Linked DNA regions of Mus musculus: region 2 is linked to region 1. Evidence: chromatin contacts called from public promoter capture Hi-C data. All regions are on one chromosome and are shown on one strand. The core of a region is the stretch at or near the end of the contact, and the rest is flanking DNA. Distances in the headings are between cores, read along the strand shown.

What was found. Promoter capture Hi-C pulls out the DNA fragments that hold promoters and counts their contacts.
Region 2: a promoter capture Hi-C map of cranial neural crest shows a contact between it and region 1. The contact joins the enhancer-like site here to the promoter of H4c12 in region 1. A contact is called at or near these places in 7 of 39 promoter capture datasets (the HPC-7 cell line, cranial neural crest, frontonasal cranial neural crest and 4 more), 6 of 484 Hi-C or Micro-C datasets (B cells, CD4 T cells, cortical neurons and 3 more), 10 of 115 datasets of contacts at active chromatin or transcription factors (craniofacial prominence, double positive thymocytes, embryonic forebrain and 6 more) and 2 of 9 other capture datasets (adipose tissue and liver).

The regions. Positions count from the first base shown.
Region 1 is chr13:21,746,995-21,753,554 of GRCm38.p6, forward strand. H4c12 (H4 clustered histone 12) reads right to left here and starts at 3,559. Exons shown (of 1, transcript NM_178211.2): 1 at 3,151-3,559. The coding sequence starts at 3,511. The coding sequence ends at 3,200. H2ac15 (H2A clustered histone 15) reads right to left here. Exons shown (of 1, transcript NM_178183.2): 1 at 6,383-6,560. The coding sequence ends at 6,441.
Region 2 is chr13:23,767,825-23,774,844 of GRCm38.p6, forward strand. No RefSeq gene overlaps it. Among named protein-coding and RNA genes, the nearest start is that of H1f1, 7.7 kb to the left of the region's middle. Within about 2 kb of position 4,952, at least 81 of the 459 cell types and tissues checked have an H3K27ac peak or open chromatin away from gene starts, as enhancers often do. A contact at or near this core is called in craniofacial prominence and embryonic limb bud, where this site is marked.

The sequences.
Region 1 (6,560 bases), core at 2,309-4,808:
GTCATATACAATTGTGAAAACTACTATTATACATTGTTTATAGAAAATTGAGAAAACTGTACACCCCTTGTTAACAAATAGAATTTCATCAATATGAAGGTTTACCAACTATTTCAAAATATGTTTTAAGATAAAACATTTTATATTCCTTATTACAAAAGTGAAACACAAAAATGCCAACAGACTGGTTTTGTCCTTATGTATGTTATGATTATTTGACTGCAGTCATAGCCAACTCGTCTGGGGATGTACTAGAAGCCTCTTTGATTTTAACACTATCCATAATTTTGATCCTGTAATATCTAGTACACAACATTACCCTTCCTCATATTGATGTAATTTCTTGCAAGGCATATTCTATTTTGTCAAAAACAAACAGTTCTTCCTTTCCATACACTTGTCAAAGAACCATGACACAAAGTTCAGACTGACAACCAGTTTTTCCAGAGGCATCAGAACTTGAATGCAGCAGCATGACGATGCGGCCAAAGACTTCAGACAGTAGGTAGGTTACAGGGTAGGAGAGGTACAGATGCTGAGGGTAGGCCCAGGTTTTGGAAGAGTTCCAATGAGCTGTCTGTCTCTGAAGGTCATGCACAACAAAGATCTGCAATGCCAGAGACCTGGGACTGAAACAAACAGGCTGAGGGTCTGATACTCGAAACACTCGAGTTCATCCTGAGGGAGGCAATGCCTAAGAAAGACACTTGCCACACAGCCCCTGGACTGGTTTTAGATTTTCTATGCCGTAACCAAAGCCCAGTTTTTCATTCAAGATAACACAGCAACAATTATTTTGGACTGAATGTGCCAAATCCACTGTGCTCTTCTATCCACAGATGTGTTGTTATCTGGCACACTCTGTTGCTTTTGCAAACTATCTTCTGAAACTTTACAAAAATATTCGATTACACATCTAACAATATTAGCACAAATACTTAAGTATAATAGCTTTGTAGAAAATGGGATTCATATTTTCATCCCTGTTCATAAAACAACACAAAAGAGTGAGCAGATTTTCTACAAAATATTCTATTAAGTTCCATTTCACAAGTATAAAGTTATTTTAAAATTTTTTATTTTTTTATATTTTAAAAAAAGTATGTTCTTTTATGTTCTTTAACTTTAACTTTTGATAACTTTATCATTGAAATACAGCAGAAGTAAACATTAGATTTTTTATACCATATCATTAAGCATCTTTTCCAGAGGTGAACCATACTTAGAGAAATTCATGGTCTTGTTATCCTTGCATTATAAATGTAACTTTCTGGTATATTTGAAATTACAGACATGATAGGTAAAACAAGATCCTAAAGTGTGTTTGATATAGATATGGAGCAAACTGTGCTGTTGTGTTAATGCACATAAAGGGATAAAGATCCAAGAGACTGATGGTATATGTGATGTACTATTTAAACATAAAATACCTGAATGCTAAAATTCATGATATCCTAAATATATTTCGTATATGAAATGCCTAAGTCCAGCCATTTAATGGTGCTATTCATTCTAGAACTAGGCGCATTTAGTTGCAAAACTACCAATAAAACGTCAGAGTATTCAAGGAGTTTAGGTTGAGCCACGACAGTCCAGGCCAATTTTTCTGCTTACTGGAGTCATTGGTCCAGCTACTTTCCACTTTGTCCAAACTGGGACACTTGTCTTCATAACCAATGAAGAAGCCTGATGCAGCAGTAAGAAAAATAAGCCAGAGATGTTATATGTTGTAATTCTGGCACTCCAAAGATTAAATCAGAAAACTAAGTCAGGAATTCAAGGCCAGCTGGGGGTATCTCAAAAAGATAAAGAAAACAAAAACAAAAAACAAAACAAAAAATTAATAAATAAAATCTTGCTCCACTTCTTTTTCTTTGCAGTAGGATTTGCATTTAAATTGATTCAAATTTTGTATTATTTATTTAAGAAAAAGAGTGATGTGGACATCGATGATGTAGAAGTCAGATGAGGGAATCAGATATTCTTTAGTTGGAGTTAGTGAGTTATGAGTTGCTCATAGTGGGTACCAGGAAGTGAACTCTTATCCTAAAGAATATCAATTGCTCTTAACCTTTGAGCCACTACTCCAGCCATAATAAATTTAATAAACTATATTTGCATATAAATTTTATCCAAGTTGCTGTACACCATTGAAGTGCTTGCTTTGTGGTGCATTTGGGTGGTTATATATTGTTATGGAGAATAAGATATCCCTCAGTGGTTGAGCTGTTTTGTTGGTGCTTAATTGTGCTTTCATTTTCATGTAAAAGAGAAAGGATACTGGTTGCAGTGTCCTGTTAGGACACTGTGTTGTATTTATTAGCCTTAGGCTACTAAACATTCAGAAGCTAAATAAGAAAACTTAAGCTACAAATATAAAATTAGAAGTCATTAAGGAACAGATACTATTTAATGACCCAGTGGATGGGATCTCCAAAGGAGTGTGGAAAGAAATAGTTTGTGACTTAAAAGTTCTACAGGCAAATGATGTGTTAGAACTCACCAAATGCGGACAATGAAAAGACATTGTCAAACATTGGGGTTTCAATGTTGCCTGAAAGACCAGCAACCCACAGGAAGTTCTAATAAGTCATAGTTTGGGCAAAACCACTCAGCGACTCTGAAATCAGAGTTGCTGGGAGGGAAAAACAATCAGCTCTGAAGCATGATCTGGGAGCAATACTGGCTACTTCTGAGGCAGAGGCAGAAAGATCACAGGTTTGAGGCCAGCAATGGCAAACAGAAGGTTATGGGATGCTGGTAATGTTGTATCTACAGAATGAATTCAATCTCCAGCACTACTCCTAAAACTCAAAAGCCCCCCCCCCCCCTCTATGGCATATCTGTACTAGAGAGCTAGAGAACCAGCTGGTGTGTGTGTGTGTGTGTGTGTGTGTGATGTAATACTGTCAATTATACCGATAAGTGAGATCACAGAAAAGATCATGTCTTAAGCACAAAGCCAGGAAAATGGCATTTACTAATTGACGTGTTAAAACTCTCTGATACACCAATTAGTTCACTTTACACAAAAATGTGAAAGCTGACCATTACAAAGTAGGTCACCCATGTCAGAGACATTACTTGTATTCTTGGTCATGAGGACTTTCTAACCCTTCTGACATGAGTACAGCGCTTCAAAGAATTAAGTGGGTGGCCCTGAAAAGGGCCTTTTGTAGCAGAAATAAAAGACAAAGACTTAGCCTCCGAATCCGTAGAGGGTGCGGCCCTGGCGCTTGAGCGCGTAGACCACGTCCATGGCGGTGACGGTCTTGCGCTTGGCGTGCTCCGTGTAGGTGACGGCGTCGCGGATCACGTTCTCCAGGAACACCTTCAGCACACCGCGGGTCTCCTCGTAGATGAGGCCGGAGATGCGCTTCACTCCCCCGCGCCGGGCCAGGCGGCGGATGGCGGGCTTGGTGATGCCCTGGATGTTATCGCGCAGCACTTTGCGGTGGCGCTTGGCGCCACCTTTACCGAGCCCTTTCCCGCCCTTACCTCTGCCAGACATGACTGCACTCAGGACAGCTCAGAACAGAGATGCTGACAGGGAGCCTGAGCGCCGCCTTTTTATACTGCGGCGGGCGGACCGAAATGAGAACCTGCAGGGAAGAGGCGGGAAGTTGCGCCCGCAGCTGTGGGGGAGGGGAAGACTTACCAAAAAGAAAAAGGGCGCCTTTTGTTTCCCTGTCCGAGCTTTCTGAGGGAACTAGCTCCTCACGCCCTTTTAAGAGTTTGGAGAATCGAGCGCACAATCAGTACACTGACTGTACAAAATACAGAAAGCCAAGCGGCCCCTTAACAACCCGTAACCCCGTCCAGAGAGGACACTGCAGGCGGCTGCTAAGGCGCTTTGGTGCTCAGTACACACTTTCCAACGTGCAAACCGTGCTCTGAATTACCTTGTGTTCCTTCTCTATTGTAACCACATTTCAAATGTTTTTTGTTTTTGGTTTTTTGGGTTTTTTTAGTTCAAACTTACAAAAAGCCTCATAATACCTGTATTATTCTCTTGAGAACTTTTCATAAAAGCACCAATCGGTATTACTCATCTGCATCGCTTGGTGAATCATTTTAAGTTTAAAGTCATTTTTCACCGTTAAGTGAATTTTTCATCACTATACTTACGGTCACTTCTGATATTTCTATTGTGACCATATTAAATTTAAGCTTATCTATATTGACATTTCATCGCTCTTATTGCCAACCTCATTTCTCAAAGATTTTTTTTATTTAATTGACTTTCACTAATATTTTCAAGAAAATATCCAAGTGGGTTTGTGAAGTCTGAACAAAATATTTGAAGACAGGGGTTCATCTGTGACTACTATGCTCTGTACTAATACTCTCTGTACAGTACAAGTATAATGAAAAACACTTTTTTTTAATCTCCTGAAACTTTTCCCCCACATCTACTAAATTAGGATCTGTCAAGAAAATTGATGGAAAAACTATATTTACAAAAACTGGTTGATTGACAGGAACTACATATATGAGAGGTATGAAAACAGTGAAATTGGAGTGTCACAGGTTCTAATGCTGGTTGTCTTCTTGGTCACACTTTATGCTCTGAATGTGGTCCTCTATGTCTAACAGTTTGTGACTAATAGATAAAAACCTCATTTGTAACCTCAACATAGCAGATCAGTAGTTTCCACCAATCCAAAAGGCAAGAAAGTCATCAGATAGTATCTGGGATCTGTAGAAAAGTTTCTCCCACATTGCTGCACATCTCTCCAATATGTTTAAACCTATCTTTACTTTGTTTTATAACTTCATAAGACTCCTTCCATGTTGGAACATGAAATTTGGAGAAACCTCTAGTATACACTGTTTCTTATTCCCTTTCAGGTGAGAGGTGAGTGGATTTTTTGGTTTTGTTTTTCTATCTGTCTCTGTGTGTGTGTGTGTGTGTGTGTGTGTGTGTGTGTGTGTGTGTGTGTGTGTGTGTTTCAACTATGCAGGGATGATGACGCAAGTCAAAGTCAGAAAGGTGGGAAAGGATAAACCATGAAGAGTATTAGGGCTGTACCAGAGAGCTGTGAAGAGGCACAGTTAAGAGCCTGTCATCTCCGCTCAGTAGAGAAAACAAGGACTACACTGAAGACTGGCTTCAGTGCCTGTGAATCCTGAAAGAAAGCCAATGGCTATTTTAGGAACCCAGATAAAATGATGAGTTTGGCTTGAACCCGTATGCTGGGACTTTTCTCCAGGTGTTCTGGAGGTGCTCCCATGTCTCTGCTTTCTATGAGGAAGTCTCATGAGAAAAAGACAATTAACAATAAAAAGTGACAAAGGAAGGGTTTCTTATTCCTCTGTTTCAAATTTGTCATTTGAATACTGTGGAACTTGAAGATTTGACTATAGGACACCAAGCAGGCTGGGAGGTCCAACAGGATGTATAAGGTTTTTGATTGTTGGTGGATCCTGGCTTCCATCAAGCTCCACATGTCCAAGAATGATGTGTGTTTGGTTCAGTCCGTGTGTGTAAGTGGAGTTTGGCACAGGATATAACAGGCAGTGGGTACTCGACCTGTGAGATGACAGGGAGACTGAGACCTGCAATTCTAGCTTCTCTCTGCCGCAACCCTAAACCTGATGTTAGCTAGGAATTAAACTAGAGAACTCTTACAGGATCAGCAATCATCCTTGACCACTTGGCCACTCCTCCAGCCCCCTAAATGACTTTTTCATGGTAACTGCTGTCCATATATACTCCAAATTGTTTTCAGATAACATAACTCTAGTAATAGATTTACTACATCAATCTTCAACCTTCCTTTCTAGAGTTCCTTTTCTGCTAATTTCTTCTACTGACTCAGAATAAATAGAAATATACTGAATTGTATATCTTCGGCATTTCTTCGGCAAGTCTGTTGGCAGCAGAGGGTTTTTTTGTTTGTTTGTTTTTAACATTTTCTTTAACCTCAGCCTCCTTAAAAGTTTGTGCAACCACGGTAACCTTTATCTTGCATGTAAGTTATAAGGTGTTTACAAAAAAAAAAAATCTTCTGCAATGTAACAGAAAAGGTTGAAAGGGGGTATAAAGCTGAACAGATTCCCAAATTTTATAAAAACGACAGACGTCATCCTGTAAATGCTGAGGGAACTAAGTAGTCCCTAAGCTGTAACTTGCTCTTCCTCCTAGAATGCACTACAGGAAGATACAAGCAAACTTCGTGGCCTGAAACATTAAAACGTAGTAATAGCTACTAGTATTTATAGGTCAGTAAATTAAATTTCACACTGGCTTGTATAAATAGGTTGGATGCAACAATTCTAAAGGCATTAATAAAACTAGGGTTAGGTTCACATTATCTCAGTGTTGCACTCATTAGCCCAATAATGATCCAAAGTAGCACAACTCCTCCAAGTGTTTTTGTAGGTGGCTCTGAAAAGAGCCTTTGGTGGTTGGAAAGGGTTGCTTTCTATCAAGGGCCTCACTTCCCCTTGGCCTTGTGGTGGGTCTCGGTCTTCTTGGGCAGCAGCACGGCCTGGATGTTGGGCAGGACGCCGCCCTGCGCGATGGTCACGCGGCCCAGCAGCTTGTTGAGCTCCTC
Region 2 (7,020 bases), core at 3,702-6,201, 2.0 Mb after region 1:
GTTTTGAACGTTCACCTTTCCTAGTGAATGTGATTCCCCACTCCTCCCCGGCCCCGACCTCCTACTTGCCCCTAAGGATACAGGTGTCGACTATTGTTGCAGTGTCATGCATGCCCTGCTGGAATGCTTCCTGTCACGGATGCTCATGGTTTCTAAGAACCCTTTAAAACTGTAAGCCCCCAATAAACACTTTCTTCTACAAGCTGCCTTTGTTGTGGTGTCTTCACAGCAATAGACACTTGTCACTGAGACAAGAGGGTTAAGTAGCTAATGATTCAATTTAAGCTGATGCAGAAAGCAGGAAAAGGAGGAAGGAATGGATCAAGTTTAAGGTACAAACCAGTAATAAGACAAATCACTTATCTGGAAGAGCTGAAATATTAAGACAAAACAAAACCTACTTCTTTTGAAATCAGCAAGATAGATCATTGTCAAAGAAATTAAGCCTGATAAGTAGAAAATACCTGTAATCTAGCACTCTGTAGATTGAAGTAACTGTGTGTAAATGCTAGACAGGAGTGGAGATGCTCTAAGGGGAGACTGCGCATCTCCTTAGTCTATCAGACTATTGAAATGATGGATACCAAAGAATAAAGTTTCTTTTAGAAGTCCCAAGCTAGGAAAAGGCTGCAGCCCACAGTGCACACCAGAGTCAAAAACTGCCTTCCAGGAAACTTCAAACGGTTCTGAGAACTTGCTGGACCACACAGATCAGAGATTAAACCATGGTAGAACCATACCTTGACCGGTATAGTTTAGCTATATATATATATATATATATATATATATATATATATATATATATGTCAGTACTCATGAAGACAGACTTGGAAGGCTTCTAGATCCCTGTATTTGTTCCTCTTCCCAATGTGGTAGCAGTGAATGAATCCTCTTTTCTCTGCTTTTCACGATTTCATTAATGGATATAATGAGTACAGGTGGCTGAGCTTAGTTTGTTGAGATTTTTGGGAGCCCAGATATTGCCCCAAGAACTCTGGAAACAGCTGGGACACAAATTCAAGGCCAGCCTGTGTTGTAAGGAGTTTGCCCCCTCTGTCCCACCAGAGACCAAGAGATTTAAATACAAGAGGAGAAGGATGAAATTCAAACACTGAGACAAAAATAGATTTGTTGCTGCCCAGGACAAAGCTTCAGCAGAACAGTGTGGTTTGCTTTGGCTGAAGACAGCGTTTCATGGAGCCCAGTGTGGCACTAAACTTGCTATGTGCCTGCCCTAGAACGACTTGAGCTCCCAATCTTCCTACCGTTCCCTCTCACGTGCTGGAATCAAAGGAGGTACTGCCCTGCCTGATAGACTCTTTTTTTTTTTTAATAAACTTTCTAAAACGTATACAGATTAAAAGAGGAACCAAAGATGATTAAGCTCACTTTAGAATACTTAAGATTAACCCTCCAGATGGCAGTGGCACAGTAATAAAAACAAAGAAAACAGGAACAATGAGAGCTCAGAGACAGACTCTCTGGGGCCTGAATTTGAAAAAAAAAAAGAAAGAAAGAAAGAAAGGAAGGAAGGAAGGAAGGAAGGAAGAAAGAAAGAAAGAAAGAAAGAAAGAAAGAAAGAAAGAAAGAAAGAAAGAAAGAAAGAAAAGAAAGGAAAGAAAAGGAAGAAAAGAGAAAAAGAAAAAGAAAAAAAAGAAAGCAGTACCTATAACGGGAAAGGCCAGACTGCAAGCTGAGTCAGGAAAACTACATCACTGGATTCTAAAAGCTGCAATCCAGTATGTTAAATGCTTAGAAGAACAAAGCAAATTCTAAGATTTGTAACATAAAGCTGTCATCCAGCAAACAAGGGGTAGGGAAGAATTTCTCAAAGCCTAAGTTACGAGGCAAATTGCAATCATTTTGACTGTGGTTGTACTGGCTAGTTTTGTGTCAACTTGACACAGCTGGAGTTATCACAGAGAAAGGAGCTTCAGTTGAGGAAATGCCTCCATGAGATCCAACTGTAAGGCATTTTCTCAATTAGTGATCAAGGGGGAAAGGCCCCTTGTGGGTGGTGCCACCTCTTGACTGATAGTCTTGGGTTCTATAAGAGAGCAGGCTGAGCAAACCAGGAGAAGCAAGCCAGTAAAGAACATCTCTCCATGTCCTCTGCATCAGCTCCTGCTTTCTGACCTGCGTGAGTTCCAGTCCTGACTTCCTTGGTGATGAACAGCAATATGGAAGTGTAAGCTGAATAAACCCTTTCCTCCCCAACTTGTTTCTTGGTCATGATGTTTGTGCAGGAATAGAAACCCTGACTAAGACAGTGGTAAAATGAGGGGTTTCTGTTAAAGATTTACACTGTTAACACAGATGTCACTTTATTCCTACTAGGGTAGTATGAAGTAACGTGTTCGAAAGGGTCATGGATTGTCTGGGAGTGGGAAGACATAACTTCAGAATACTCTAGGGGCAGATACAGGAACACCTGGCAGTCCCCAGGACTTGTTTGAATTAAGGTCATCACTGAAAGGGTGGAAAGGGTTGGCTGCATAGCTTAGAGACACCCAGTCTGGTTACAAGACTAAGAGAAACGCGGCAGCAGTGAAGGACCTGGTTAGCAGACGTAAGGAAGGCAAGTCAGTGTGGCCCTGGGCAGTACAGCCTGGGGACTCTTCTTCCAGCACTCAGTGGCACCCAGACCCTTGGCATTCCCAAGAAAGGATCTCTGTACAGCAGGGTGAGGAAAAAAAAATTGAGTTTATTTTTTAAACAAAAAGACAAGGCAGGCTTGAAGAGACTGAGGTGACAGCATTGGCTGAGGAAGCTCGCCAAGTACCCTAGCAATGTCAATCAGTGTGATGGGGGAGGGGCTTGAAGCTACCTCATCCAGGACTAAGTTTAGATGGTAGGAAGGTTGTACGCGCTGGTATGCTTGAGTTTATCCAAAGACCTCTGTCCTGGAAGAGGAGACTGCGTAGGTATATTGTGCAGCTTGCAGGTTGAAAGGGAGGGCTTAGGCAAGGAAAAGCATCGGCTACTCTTTAACAATCTCTTCTAAGCTGTTCTCTCAGAGAAGCAGTACAGTTTTCTGCAGGTGGTCAAGTAAATTACGTTGAAATTCCTGGATGTCAACCAGAGAGTCTGAAAAATCACAAGGGGGCCCTTTCCTTCTCAAGATCACTTCAGTCTCCTATGCAGCTACCCTGCCTGTCTAAAGAACGTTCTGGGTCAGAGGAATGTGAAACAGCATAATAACACAGTGACAGAGACTGAGAAACTCCCAACTCCATACTGCAGTTATACACACAGAAGTGTCCAGCCCAGTGGTGGAACAAAAGAACATGGTATTGCGTTAGCCTTTGGACTCAAATGTATGGGACCTACATAGCTGAAATGCAACCAATGCCATGGAAAGGCATGGGATCAAAGTTAAAAACAGGAAGGTTGGCAGGAGAGAGCATTTGATAGATACTAATTTGCCTTTCCTTAAAAAGTCATTTGAAAATGTAGTATGAAGCGGTGGTGGTGCACACCTTTAATCCCAGCACCTGGGAGGCAGAGGCAGGCGGATTTCTGAGTTCGAGTTCGAGGCCAGCCTGGTCTAGAGAGTGAGTTCTAGGACAGCAAGGGCTATACAGAGAAACCCTGTCTCAAACAACAACAACAACAAAATGTAGTATGAACTCTGACACTTAGAAAACTTTAATATATGGTACTTTCTTTACAGAATTGGACATTGAACTTGGAGCTCACTGCTGAGCTACAGTCCCAGTTTTATTTATTTTTCTTTTGTTCACTCCAAAGACAGCAGCAGTAAAATTGTATTCGTGTCTGTATTTCATTTTGAGACAGGCTCCCCTAAATTGCTTGAGTAGTCTGTGAACTTATTATGAGCCTGCTGCCCCCAGTCTCCATAGCAACAAGAAGGCCTGCACTTCCCAGCCCAAGTTTTAAACATCTTAATACAAACAGGCACAAAGAGACTCAGCCTTGGGCATAAGGGCGACTTCTTCCTTTTATATCGCTTCACGTTGGCATATTTGGTTTAGCTATTTTATTTGCGTTTTTCTATACCTCTCTTCAGATTCTTATTCCTTCCAGCAGCACCAGGTAGGAAAAAAAGAAGGTTAGAGGGAAAGAAGCCATAGGTCTCTTTAAACTACTTCCTGCTGAATTGGGGGGGGGGGGGGTCAAGTCCAATCTTTGTCTAGTCAGGTCATCTCCAACTTCTAGTTTCTTTTCTCTCGACCATTAGCAAGAGCAGGGGCAGGAGCAGGAACCATCAGGCGGAATGACGCTGTCTTCTTCAGAGCAAGCACCCCTTCTATTCTCCAGAGCACTCGCTGGCCTCTGGCATTTATACCCTCTTCACAGTCCCCAGAATTAAACTATCTGCATCGGGCAGAATCAAACCCCTGCCAGAAAACGCACAAGTCAAAAGTCTGCAGCTGTGGATAATCTGGACAGCCCCATGTCGCACACCTGGAATTAAAACAAAAGCCTGGCTGTGCAGTGGTGACGCTCGCCTTTAATCCCAGCACTTGGGAGGCAGAGGCAGGCGGATTTCTGAGGCCAGCCTGGTCTACAGAGTGAGTTCCAGGACAGCCAGGGCTATACAGAGAAACCTTGTCTCGAAAAATCAAGAAAAATAAAAGCATGTTTACATATCATAACAAGTTTTTAAAGAAACCAAGTCTACTACACAGACATATCTAAAAGTGTAAGCGTTCATTACATTATTTGGGAGGTAAAATAGGAATTCCACTCAAGTCTTGCACAAGGAAGGTCAGTTAGGTCTACCACGCCAGAAAGAGCGGATCACATTTAGGCTCTGCCCATCCTCCACTTTCCTCAATCTTGGGAGCTCACAGGTCTTGTCTCATTCTATTGCCATCTTCACTCCCAGACATCCATTCCAACCCCGACCTTGCAGTGTAGAGAACCACAGCCTATCCGCCCAGCCTCAGGCGCTTGGCTCACAGTGACCTACCAGATGATTGGACGCTGGGTCTGAGCAGACCAATCAGAAGCGTCGGAAATCAAGCCTTGTGGCAGCGCGGGGTCCTGAGGAGTTAAGCTTACCACCCCAGGCGGTTCTCCCAGGAGGCGTCTCCGCCTGCAGTTCAGAGCACATCTCATTAATAGCCGAAATAATACCGTGAAATCTCACATGACGATTTTCCTTTTTCTTTTTCAGGACAAAATATGGCAAACTTCTTTTTTAGTTATTTACACAGTATTTAAGTTAACAGAGCAATGGGTTTCTTTACACTTGTGGATATTATACATCTTTCCTGGTTGCTGCTCACTGGTTCTTCTGCGCCCAAAGAAGACTCCTCTGCCTTCCGGTCAGCTCTCGGTGCCCTCTCATTCTCCCATATCTATTCTTACAACCTCTCCTTCCCTTTCCAGTCCCGTTTCTAGTTTAATCAACCGCCCCACCCCCACCCCAACACAAACAAACTTAAATCTAGTTTTCATATATGAGAAAACATACACTATTTGTTTCTGGGTTTGTTTTATTTTTCTTTAGGTTAGCATGATTTCTGGCTCCAAACATTTTCACAAGAAATAAACTCATGATTCTTTCCTTACAGAACCTATTGTTTTAAATATTGAGTTGACAAGTCTAAACACACACACACAGCTGTGTGTGTGAGAGAGAGAGAGCTGTGTGTGTGTGTGTGTGTGTGTGTGTGTGTGTGTGTGTGTGTGTGTGTGTTAAATTCCCTTGCAGCTCATTGGACAGCTCTGGAGTTGAAGGTTCTCTGGATAATCGGACTTGGTTCCCTACTGCTGATCCAGCTGATGGGGAAGACATTGATTCAGGGTGCCTCACAGGCCAGGGCCTGTGAGGTCTCTGCCTCCCATCTGGTACTGCCCTCTATAGGAGGTTGACCACAAAGCCTTGGAACAAAATCAGAAGAGAGACAGTGAGATGGATTTATTATGAGAAGGCAGGGGCTCAAATCTTTTCCTGATCGTTTGGGAGTGGCTTTATTTTTAGCTGGGCATGGTGGTGGGCATGCAGCTGTAATCCCAGCATTTGGGGGGTGGACGCAGAAGGATCAATGTTTAAGGTCATCCTCAACTACTTAGTTGGTGTGGGGAGGGGTGCGTAAGAGAGCGGGAGAGGATAGATGCTTTTCAATAACTTAATAATTTGATGATAAAGTTCGGTAATTTCATTAAAATCCCTAGCACTTCGTTCCTGAACTTCCTAGGAGCCCAGGGTCACAGCTCCAGCACACCACTTGAGGAAACAGGGGACAGAGAGAAGGGTTCTCTAATCCATTTTCACCCGTCTGTTCATAGTCAGAAATCATAGTCAGAGATCTAGCTCTTCCACAGAAAGGGTTAATGGTAGTGTTTCTCTTTCACGTTTTATCTTTAATAGGCTCAGAATGTACAGTGCACTAATGCAGGTGGCAGGAGTGCCTCTTAAACAGCAGGGACACTCAGAAACTAGCTAAGAACTATCAATTAGAGAGTCAAATCATCTGGAATGGACACCTTAACTTGATTTAAGAACATAAATACTAACCTTGTTTACAGTGGGTTTCTACTGTTAACATTACTAGTGCTTAAAGATCTTTTTTGTTTTCCTAGACGGGGCTCCCTATGTAGCTGTGGCTGTCCTGGAACTCACTATGTAGACCAGGCTGGCCTGGAACCAACAGAGATCTGCCTGCCTCTGCCTCTAAGAGGGAGTAAAGGTGTGTCTCATCATGGCCAGCTATTAAAGACCTTTCATGTTTGCTTTGTGCCTGTGAGAGATGTGACCCGTGTAATTGTTGTGTGTAAAATACAGTTGTTGTTCTTAGATGCATTTATGCATTTTTTCTCCTTTCTTGTTTTTGGATTTTAGTTTTCCTTTTTATCTTTCCTTTTTTATTTGTTGGCATCTTAGACATACCTGAGAGTCTTTTCTTTGTTCCTGTAGTTATTTACTGGTAAACGTTTTCTTATTACTGGTATCTTTGCACCTTGTAGATTTTTATATATTGTTTTCATCATAAAATATTTTCTAATTTTTCTTAGTGATTTTACTATTTAGGCTATTTACTATTCAGG